Linked DNA regions of Mus musculus: region 1 is linked to region 2. A link is a contact called in public HiChIP or PLAC-seq data. All regions are on one chromosome and are shown on one strand. Each heading gives the region's core, a stretch centred on a gene start, on an enhancer-like site or on the middle of the called end of the contact. The rest is flanking DNA. Distances are from core to core; before and after follow the strand shown. Region 1 holds the start of Trdmt1 (tRNA aspartic acid methyltransferase 1). Region 2 holds the start of Cubn (cubilin (intrinsic factor-cobalamin receptor)).

Region 1 (5,199 bases), core at 2,300-4,799, 53 kb after region 2:
TACATATATAGTATGTGTTATATAATATATACATATATGATAATGTAATATATAATTACATAATGTGTATATATACATATACACATATGGCATAGATAATACATGGCATCATTCATAAAGATCTCCCAAACTAACATGAAAATCCTGTTTGAATGTGTCATTCTGAGTCCAGTTTGCTTAACAGTTCATTCTTTTTGGAAGCATATACCTTTCATTGATATTAACGTAGAATTTCAACCACTACACTATAAATGTTATAAAGTTAGCATAATTATTACCTGATTTTTAATCACTGAGAAAGATTAAAGTGAAACCAGTTAACTAGGAAAAAAAAAGAGGATATTACTTAATATAATTATACTTCCTTCATCTTTTTCTTAACTCTTACAATGCATGTCCATCTCACAGATAAGGCATGTACACTTAGAAATGCTAAATAACTTTCAAATTTTCACACAAGCATTATGAGTCAACCATCACTCATCTGACTTCAAAATAAAGGCAGGCTTTTATCTCTCAAAGAAACTGACAGCACTTGAAGGCCAGGCAGCTTCAAACATTTATCAATTTCTTCCAAAGGTTATTTTAAACAATATATAATAACTTTCTATAGCTTTACAATTTATAACAATAAGTGCATACATGTGTCCATGCACACAGAGACCACAACAGGATGCTGGGTGTCCTCCTCCATTACTCTCTGTGTTAATGCTTTGAGACAAGGTCCCCTAAAGAGGTAGACACCATTTCCATCTGAGCAGTGAGCTCTCAGAGTCTACCTCTACAATGCTATGGCTGCAGTACATGTAACTATGTCTAGAGTCTTACATGGGTGCTTGGGTTTAAACTGCAGTACATGTAACTATGCCTAGAGTCTTACATGGGTCCTTGGGTTTAAACTGCAGTACATGTAACTATGCCTAGAGTCTGACATGTGTGCTTGGGTTTAAATTCAGGTCCATGCCCTCTGACTTAAAGAACAAGTGCTCTGGCCCACTCCTGGACCTATAAATATTTTTTAATTTAATTTAATGCATACTCTTTTTTTGTTTCGTTTTTTTGAGACAGGGTTTCTCTGTGTAGCTCTGGCTGTCCTGGAACTCACTCTGTAGACCAGGCTGGCCTCGAACTCAGAAATCCGCCTGCCTCTGCCTCCCGAGTACTGGGATTAAAAGCTTGTGCCACCACCGCCCAGCTTTTTTTTGTTTGTTTGGTTTTGGTTTTTTTGTAATGCATACTCTTACCACTCCCTTTTGATATATTATTGTGTCCTCATTTTATAGAAGATAATGAAACAGAAAATGTTTGGAGTTTGACCATTTTTTATGATTTATTTTCTTACTTTATGTATATGAGTACACTATTACTGTTTTCAGACACACCAGAAGAGGGCATCAGATGCCATTACAGATGGTTGTGAGCCACCATGTGGTTGCTGGGAATTGAACTCAGGACTCTGGAAGAGCAGCCAGTGCTCCTTACAGCTGAGCCATCTCTGCACTCTCAGAGTTTGCCCATTCTTAAGCATATACCCAAGAGAATACAAAGCAAGAATCCAAACAGATACTTATAGGCCAATATTCAGAGAGAGATTATTCACAATAGCAAGCAGGTTGAAAATCTTTATCTAGTAACAATGAATAAATAGACAATACTGTTATCTATACAGCAATATATTATTCAGCCATAAAAAGGAATGAGGCATTGACACATTCTACAGCACAGATGAACTTTGTAAACATTGTGTAAATTGTTAAGCTAGACATCAAAGAACAGATTATTCTACTTATGAGGTACCTAGAAGAGATAAGACCAAAGTAGAATAGAGGCTTTAATATCTTCAGGAAGAGAGGCGCTAAAATATTTTTAAGTGGGTGCAATGCTTCTGTCTGTGATGATGAAAATGTTTGAAAACTAATAATGTTTACAATTGTATGACTTCGTAAGCACACTTGCTGTTGATTAACTGTACACTGAAACACAAAATGACACATTTTATAGTGTGTATATATGTGTATACACACATTTACAACAATAAAATATTCCATTGCAAATATTATCTAGAAGTGGACAAATTAGCAGCCAATATTCTTACTACTGCTCTTCATCTAAGTTAGTGAATGGGACCAATGGTAGTAACGAAGTGTGGCTAAGAGATCTGCTAGACAGATCTAGGTTAGGCTTCTGGCTCTACCACCAAGCTAGCTTATTACAGACTCAGAACAGGTCCTGACATGTAGATGCCCTTAATAAAAGGTAAAGCCAGCTGTCACTGTTATTAATCTTTATTAGCTGCATAAATAAAGAAAAACACCAGGATGTACTACTTCCTTACAGATAAATTTAAAACCAAAGTTTATCTAACATACAAACACTAAAAAAGATTAATAATTAAATATTAATTGTTATTAATTAATATGATTAAGACCTCTTCTATAAGCAAACCTCAAACCGAAGATGTAGGGAGCTTTCGGTAACCAGAAAGTTACTTTGGATAACAGGGAAAGTATTTCTTAACAGGTCATATATTAACTAACATAAGGCAGGTTAAAAAAAAAAAAAAAGCTATCGTAGAAAAGTTTGAATTTGCAATCTCTGAGAGGCAACAGAAGCAAAAGTAAAAGTAAAGGCTAGAACTTAGGGACTTTCAAGAGTGAAGGAATACAAAAATCTTGCTCCACTTAGCTTCTTGTTACTCTAGTTAATAAAAAGAGAAGCAAAGTTTCCTTTTTGCATTTGTCTTAGTCTTAGCAACTTCAGGACAGACGTGCTTGCACATGTGCACAGACACACACACACACACACAAACACGCGCCCGCACACCCACTGTCACTTCATATCCCAAGTGCCTAAAATACAGTACTGGTCAATGGAGTTCACCAAGTAAATATTTCTGAGTTATCACAAAAGTGGGTAGAGACCAAAGAAATTACGAAGCTTCCAAACCTAAGTGACAGCAAACTAATTTCTAAGCTGCTACAGTGTGTCAAGCACATTACTGTTTTTAATTCTCCCCCTTCACACTAATACTTGTACATTTCTATCTTGAACTGCAGTTATCCCCCTGCTCCAACCCACCCCCGCCCGCTTTCGTGACTTCCTCCAAGCCCAGTGACAGCCAGTCTAGAATTTGGATCTTGGCTTTGGGCAAAGGGCTCGCCCTTGCCTTAACTTTGTCTGAAGCAACTTAGGTTCATTTGGCTGCACACGAATGCAGCCTCACAAACAGTACCATGGGGAGCCGGCCTGCTTAGGCTCCAAGGATTGGGGCCAGAGTAGGGGAGTCTCAGCCTGGAGGGGCGGACCAGGGAGGCTCACTAAAGTGGTTTCCAGGGCAACCGAGGTCGACCGCACCAGGTCCCGCCCCACCGCCCCGCCGCCCCGCCCCTCCGCGGCGCGAGAGCCGGAACCTGCGGCCCCAAGTGAATCCAAGAGAAGCTGTCTGTCCGCTCACCTCGCAGCGCGTGGTGCATGCCACCAATGCCACTGTACAGCTCCAGGACACGCAGAGGTTCCATCCTCTCGCAACCGCGACCGCGGCCTGGAAACTAGGCCTACCGGTTCTCTGCGTCTCTTACTCCCCCATGTCCGCTCCGTTCCCTTCGCTTCTGGTTCCGCGGCTTTTCAGTTCCCCCAACCCCCTGTTCCTCTAGCTGCAGATTAAGATCACAGTTTGGAGCCCGGGGGCTAGCAGGGCTAGGAAGGGGACAAAGGACAGACAAACTATTAATAAGGCCTCCCAAGTGAGAGACTGCCGCTCCTTAGCCTGATTTGTGCTTTTTCCTCCTTGTTTTGTGTTTTCTGAGGCCTTGAGTAGAGAGCTGAAACCACCCTTGGCTTTGAAGTAAATTACTGATTAGAACACAGTCTTTTTGTTTGTTTGGTTTTGGTTTTTTTGTTTGTTTGTTTTTAACTGCAGGTTCCTTTTGTTCTTTTAAAGTCTGACCTGATCAAGCAATTCTTTGAGGAATCTTGGGCACATATCTATATGCTCTCTGGTGTGCCTGTGCGAGAGTAAGAAGTTAAGTCCTACCAGGCTCTTTCCTAAAGAAAGCTCCAGAATTACAAGTACTTAAAGCCGATCCCTCTGAGCCCATTCATAATAGGGAGGATGCCTGCTATAAATGAAAATAGGACTCATCCTATTTACCCCGACACATGCTGTTTCTTTTTATTGAAAACAGATTTTCTTCTTCACATAATATATCCTGATTGCAATTCCTCCTCCTTTACTGAAGTACCCCTAGCTCCTCCCCACCCCATCAAGATCCACCCAGTTTCTGTCTCTCATTAGAAAACAAATGGGCTTCTATAACAATGAAATAAAACAAGACAACAAAAACTAACACATCGGTATTGAGCAAAGCAAACGGGGGGGGGGGGGCGGGGGGGGGCGACGGGAGACAAGAAAAGGCCCAAGAAATGGAAAACCCATTTGCACACTCATAAAAACACTTAACTGGAAACCATAATAATAAATGCAAAGAGCAGTAGGGTAAAAAGAGAGAAGAAAATATATAAATAAAATAAAATAAAATAAAATAAAATAAAATAAAATAAAATAAAACATAAGTTAAAAATTGAAGGAGGAGGAGCCCTGGCACAACATTATAAGACAAAGACTCTCCAATGATGCTATTGAGTTCATTTCCTGTTGGCCATCAACTGCTGGGCCCACGGCCTACTCTTAAGAGTAGTTTGTTTCCCCAGTGAGATTCCCTTGGAGGAAAACAAATCTTCATTTGCAGGAGGTTATCAACCAGATATTGTTCTGAATTAGGGATGGGATGTGCCCAGTTCTCCTTGCAGCTCTAGGGCCCCACACGGTGCAGGCCTGTGCATGCTGCCTCAGTCTTTTTGAGTTCAATATGTGTTGATCACATTGATTTAAAGGGCCTTCGTTTCTTGGTTGTCCTCCATTCCCTCTGGCTCTTACACTCTTCCCATCTCCTCCTCCATGGGGTTCCCTGAGCCCTTAGGGAAGGGATTTGATGGAGACATACCATTTATGACTGAGCATTCCAGTGCTCTCTACAGAATGTCTGGCTCTGTGTCGCTGTTTTTATTCCCATCTGCTACAGGTGAAAGCTTTCTCTGAGGATGACTGAACAAGTCACTGACTCTCAAACTCTCAAACAACCCAAGCTGTTGCTAAAACTATAAGTTGCTCTCCACAAACCAACAGCAAGTCCGAATTGC
Region 2 (5,722 bases), core at 677-3,176:
GTATTCCTTTTTAAATCTATAATATCATCTTTGTTTCTCTGGATCTAATATTTTAAAAAGAAAAAGAAAAGAATAACAATATGGAAAAATATTTCCATCTTACAGGAGCAAGCACTAAAGCTTCATTATTATAAATTCAAAACATGTGGCAAAGCTCAGTTGACTCTTCTAGAGCTACAATGACTTTTGTATATGTATTTTCCCATAATGTAATAACGTTTTAGAGTGCATATTAAGAAGTGTGGTAGTCTTGGGCTATAGCTCAATGAGAGAGAGCTTGACTACGATATAATTTAAAACTTTCTCCATTCAACCCCTAGTAACACAAAAATGTATGCTTTTGAATGAGACCTTTTGAATTTTAAATCTTGCCCCAATTACTTATTGTCTATTTTTGGACATTAAATATTTGCCCACTTTGTAACTCATAAGTGGAATAATAATCAACACTTTCATGGGGGAGTCCTGAGAGTCAAGCAATATAACACACAAGTGCATGACCCAGCCGCAGCATGTGATGTTATTAATGCTGAGTATGGAAAGCGTTCAATAAAGTATTAGAGTAACTGACTACTCTGCTGTGGCAATAGTGCTGCAGAACACATCTGTGCCTGCTCTGGTCCCCTCCTTATTGCCCCACACAATGCACAGAACACATCTGTGCCTGCTCTGGTTCTCCCTTTTCCCTCCCTGCAGAACACATCTGTGCCTGCTCTGGTCCCCTCCTTATTGCCCCACACACACTGCACAGAACACATCTGTGCCTGCTCTATTTCCCCTTTATTCCTTCTATGCAGAACTCATCTTCCCTCCCTATAGAACGCATCTGTGCCTGCTCTGGTCCCCTCCTTACTTCCTCTCTGGTAGAGGAGCTCTGACTTTCTGGCTCTTCTCTGAATGGTGAAATCTGTCCCTAAGCAATGAGCCTCCTCTTCTGGCATTGACCCCTCTCTCCTCACCATGAAGTCTTTATAAGGCTTCTTTTTCTCATTACAGATGGTTGTGAGCCACCATGTGGCTGCTGGGATTTGAACTCAGGACCTCCGGAAGAGCAGTCAGTGCTCTTAACCACTGAGCCATCTCTCCAGCATAAGGCTTCTTTTTAAGACCTGATCTTATGGTTGTGTTTTCTGTGCTCAGGATTCAAGGTGCTGACTAATATTGAGCTGGTCAATTTAAGCTAGTATATATTGATTAACAAAGCAAGAGCTGTGTTTTCCCAGTGCATTACCTGGTGTAAACATTCGCCAAGGTCATCATCATTTAATTTGATTTTCCCCAGGGAACCAGTTCTAAATTCAATGTTTTGGGCAGAGCTTGTAAGAAACACTAAGTTTCCCTCCTCCGTAGTCATCCGAGGCCTATACAATTTGAGCAGAGAATTCATCAGTAATTAGCACATAGAGTTTTAAATTTTAAACCAAGTTTCTTGCGGAATAATGATAGACTTGCTATACATATCCTCATTTCACACTCAATCCAACCAAACCGTCTCTATTCATCTATCATTATTTCTCTGAGAATTTCTTAATGATATATTTCCCAGGAATCGCAGATGTGACTCACTCACAAGTGAACAAAGACCATTTGTAAATCAGAAAACAGTTCTTTATACCAGCCCAAATCTTCTCCCCAGGGGCTTTTTAACATCGCTACTTTCCTTGAGAAACTTTGACTTCTCGTGTTATTTGTTACGGACAGCAAGGATAGACTCCAGTCCCTTAGCAGAAATAAGCCACGCTTATACTTACTGGTGGAGATCAGCAATTCTTTTCTGTAGCTTCTGCTCTGGTGTTCCAGTTTCACCGTCTAATCCGGGTACCATCAATAAAGTAACAAAACCCCAGAGAAAATGTGAGGCCATGCTCCGCAGCTCCCCCGCTCACCTCGCCGGCAAGAGGGAGACCACTCTGGCCAGCTGAGTCCAGAATTTGAGGGCTGCTTGCAGCCAGTTGCTCTTTGATCAGCAAAATATTCTTTAACTTTCCAGTCTTTCCAAGAAGGCTTAAGTTATTTTGCTCCTTCCTGAAGAATGTCAATGATCTTAGATCTCTAGTACTGTTCAACTTGTGAGGGGTCAAAATCTACCTTAAGTTATGCACAACTTAATCATTATTTGCTTAACCTTTGAAACAGTAACCAGCGGCTCCGGAATCATCCACTGAAGGAATCCTTGCTTAGGAGGCTCTCAGCTTTTGGTAAATAGTGCTGGAGAAATAGAATTTCTGCAAAAGAAGTGATTTCTTTATCTCATACTGTGCATAAAGGTTACTGCTAAGTGTTCTTCGGAGCCCCAAATTTAAGAAGAAATGGGGAAGAAGTCGTGACCGTGGATTTGCACTCATTTCTCGGCCCTGAACCACAAAAGTAGGAACAGTAAAACCAAAAAGAAACCAGGAGAAGGAGTCAGTGTCAAAATTCAAGAGGATTCAAAGGCAACTTCAGGGGATCAGCTTACATCAGTGGGGAGCCACAGGGAAGTGGCCCCGAGTTCCAGTAAATAATCCTCACCATGTTCACCTAGGCAACCCTAATGAAGCCCAGGAGGCCACACCTGCACACAGGCATGAAAAGAGTACGAACTTTTTTGTTTTGTTTTGTTTTGTTTTGTTTTGTTTTGTTTTGTTTTGTTTTGTTTTGTTTTTGAAAGAAGGGGCTCAGTGAGAGCAGGGAGAGGATAGGAGAAGGCAATGGGATGAATATAATCAAAATATATGACATACATATATGAAACTGTCAAAGAAAAAAATAGTTGTATTTTTAAAGTAACTCAAAGAAGCAAAGGAAGTAGTTGGAAAACATATATACCAAATGAGATTAACATCCAGAACTTAAAAAAAAAAAAAAAATCCCACAATTTAACAAGAAAGTATGCAACAAAAAAAAAAAAAAAAAAAAAAGCCAAAGAACAGAGTGGAAATACCCTCAGAAAAGACTTACAGACATTTGTGACCATATGGCTAGCAGCTCTGCTAATCTGGTGACTCTAAATCAAAACCATGAGACATAATTCCATACCCAGTAAATGGCACTGCTACTATAGAAAAGAGCATAGAGATTCCTAGAATTACAGGTTCACACTACCACACCCAATATACAATAGAATGTTTTTCAGCCATAAAAAAAAAAAAAAAAAAACAAATCAGCACACACTACAAAGTAGATACAGGAAAGTGAAAGAAAACCACCATCTACGAGCCTGCTTACATACGGTGCCTGGATGAGTTTGACTCTGATACAGAAACCGAGAATGGTGATTGCTGCAGGCTACAGTGCAGGAGAATGAGGGCTCCCTGTTTAATGCTTGTAGAGATCCACAGAGAAAATACAAAAGGCTCTGATGAGCCGCAGATGCAATGGCAGAAGTACAAGCCTATGGACCACAAAATTAAAAGCTGGCTACATATATTTCCCAATGACCTTTGCACTGAAACTATAGTTAGTCTCGAATTTCTGCCATCTGTAGATGCTGCACACAGTAGAGAGAGGCTACCTGAGCCCTAGAGAAATTCCTAGGGTCTAGAAGCCCAGCAGGTAACTCCCAATATCAGCACCCCAGCTTCTCTCCCAGCAAGCCACCCAAGGCCCATCCCAGAGCCCTGGCTCAACATACGCTTTGAGCAAGTCAACAGCAGCTCAAGGGAACCACAGCTCCCTGGATTGGCTGGAGGATGGCTCCTCTTCCAGAAGTTTCTGGAGAAAAGTCAGCTCTGACTGCATGCTGATCGTTATGTCTGAACTTTCTTCTTTCTGATTTCTCCTTCTCCTTCACTGGGAAGTCCCCTAAAGTGCAAAGATCTAGGATACTCTCTCTCTCTCTCTCTCTCTCTCTCTCTCTCTCTCTCTCTCTCATTTGCATTGTCATTTAAATTTTAAAACCTTAAATTTAAATTAATTTAAATTTCTCAAATATAGCTGCTCAGTTTGATACAGTGGATAAATGTGACCCTGTAGCTGGGAGTGGTGGTGCACACCTTTAATCCCAGCACTTGGGAGGCAGAGGCAGGTGGATTTCTGAGTTCGAGGCCAGCCTGGTCCACAGAGTGAGTTCCAGGACAGCCAGGGCTACACAGAGAAACCCTGTCTCGAAAAAAAAAAAAAAAAAAAAAAAAGAATTTAAAATGTGACCCTGTTTTACTCCTGTCCTATTTGACCACTATAATTGAACTAACACAACCAAAGAAAGTATATTTCAACTTGATTTTCTTTTTTTTTAATGTTTTTATTTTTTTTTAAGTTCAGCAACTAATTTTATTTTATTTTTTTAGCTTTCTTTTTTTATTAGATATTTTCTTCATTTACATTTCAAATGCTATCCCAAAAGTCCCCTATACCCTCCCCCCAGCCTGCTCCCCAACCCACTCCCAGCTCTGGCATTCTGCTGTACTGGGGCGTATAATCTTCCCAAGACCAAGGGCCTCTCCTCCCATTGATAGCCTACTAGGCCATCCTCTGCTACATATGCAACTAGAGACACAAGCTCTGGTTGGGGGGGAGGGGGGTACTGGTTAGTTCATATTGTTGTTGCTCCTATAGGGTTGCAGACCCCTTCAACTTGATTTTCTTTTGAGCTGATGTTGAAATAACAAGTCTTATTGTTTAAGAGGCAGATGTGGTGTAGTACGATGGGGAGATGGCTCAGTGGATAAGAGCATGCACTGTTCTTTCAAAGGACCAGACTTTCCATCCCCAGCACATACATCAGGTAGAACTGTCTGTAACTCCAGCTCCCAGTTCTTACCGCTCTAGCCTATGTGAACACCCAACACATGCACACATTTGCACACACATATACAGTAGTAAATACAAAAATCTTTTCAAACAGAGAGATAAATATATAATAAATAGTGCTTGAGGCTGGACATAAATGTTTTAAAGTTTCATAAATCCAAATTTGCAGTTCATCATTTCGCTAGACCCAAGGTCACCTAGGCCTAAAACTTTTCTAAAACTCCTAGAACCTAAGATGTTTTTTAAAAAATGGAATATTTTATGATTAGGCCTTTGGTTCACATCTCAAATTCTTGGGAAGTGACCAGAATAATGAGAGAGAAAGAGGAGCAAGAAGGTTGAAAAGGCAAAACTTTGTCTTGTTTTGTTCGGTAAAAGAGAAAACATTACTGAAGATGGAGCCAGCCAAGTGGGGATGCTTCATGCTATTGCTACAAACCCTGCCATGGAGTCCTCGTGCTCTTCTTGTAATGGTTCTTGTGTGTGGAGGTTTTCAGGGCTGACCATTTGTTACTAAGTAGCCAATTTCATTTAAGAATCAATAAATCTAAATTCAAGGCTCTGTATCTTGCCAGTATTTTCTCAAAACCTGTGTACGTCTATTCATTTGTTTAACAGTATTTTTCAAGTAACAAGATATAATTTAAAAAAAGACTAAATAGTAAGTGATTCCAAATGATATTATTTCAAAAGCCAAAGTTATATTTAATAGAAACTAATTAGGAGTTGCCCAAGGTTCAGTGGGGGTACCATTAATATGAAAGCTCAGGGGACCATTTATGACAAAGATCTGATTGACACCTTATTTGTGTGCATTCTAGGACTGCATGCTTAAAATACATGACATCTTATGAGTATAAGCTATAACTTTTAAAATTGATTGTTTTATACATATATAGATAGATATATCTATATCTATCTATCTATCTATCTATCTATCTATCTATCTATCTATCTATCTTGGTTTTTCGAGACAGGGTTTCTCTGTATA

Evidence for each region. HiChIP or PLAC-seq counts read pairs in DNA pulled down with a chosen protein or histone mark.
Region 1: a contact with region 2 is called in an H3K27ac HiChIP or PLAC-seq map of extraembryonic endoderm stem cells. The contact joins the promoter of Trdmt1 here to the promoter of Cubn in region 2. A contact is called at or near these places in 3 of 39 promoter capture datasets (the 3T3-L1 cell line, liver and macrophages), 12 of 484 Hi-C or Micro-C datasets (the AML12 cell line, CD4 T cells, MC3T3-E1-derived osteoblasts and 8 more), 8 of 115 datasets of contacts at active chromatin or transcription factors (CD8 T cells, bone marrow-derived macrophages, embryonic fibroblasts and 5 more) and 1 of 9 other capture datasets (adipose tissue).

What each region holds. Positions count from the first base shown.
Region 1 is chr2:13,541,115-13,546,313 of GRCm38.p6, forward strand. It overlaps Trdmt1 (tRNA aspartic acid methyltransferase 1), which reads right to left and starts at 3,550. Exons shown (of 11, transcript NM_010067.4): 1 at 3,455-3,550. The coding sequence starts at 3,518.
Region 2 is chr2:13,489,950-13,495,671 of GRCm38.p6, forward strand. Cubn (cubilin (intrinsic factor-cobalamin receptor)) reads right to left here and starts at 1,927. Exons shown (of 67, transcript NM_001081084.2): 1 at 1,752-1,927; 2 at 1,232-1,361; 3 at 1-44. The coding sequence starts at 1,864.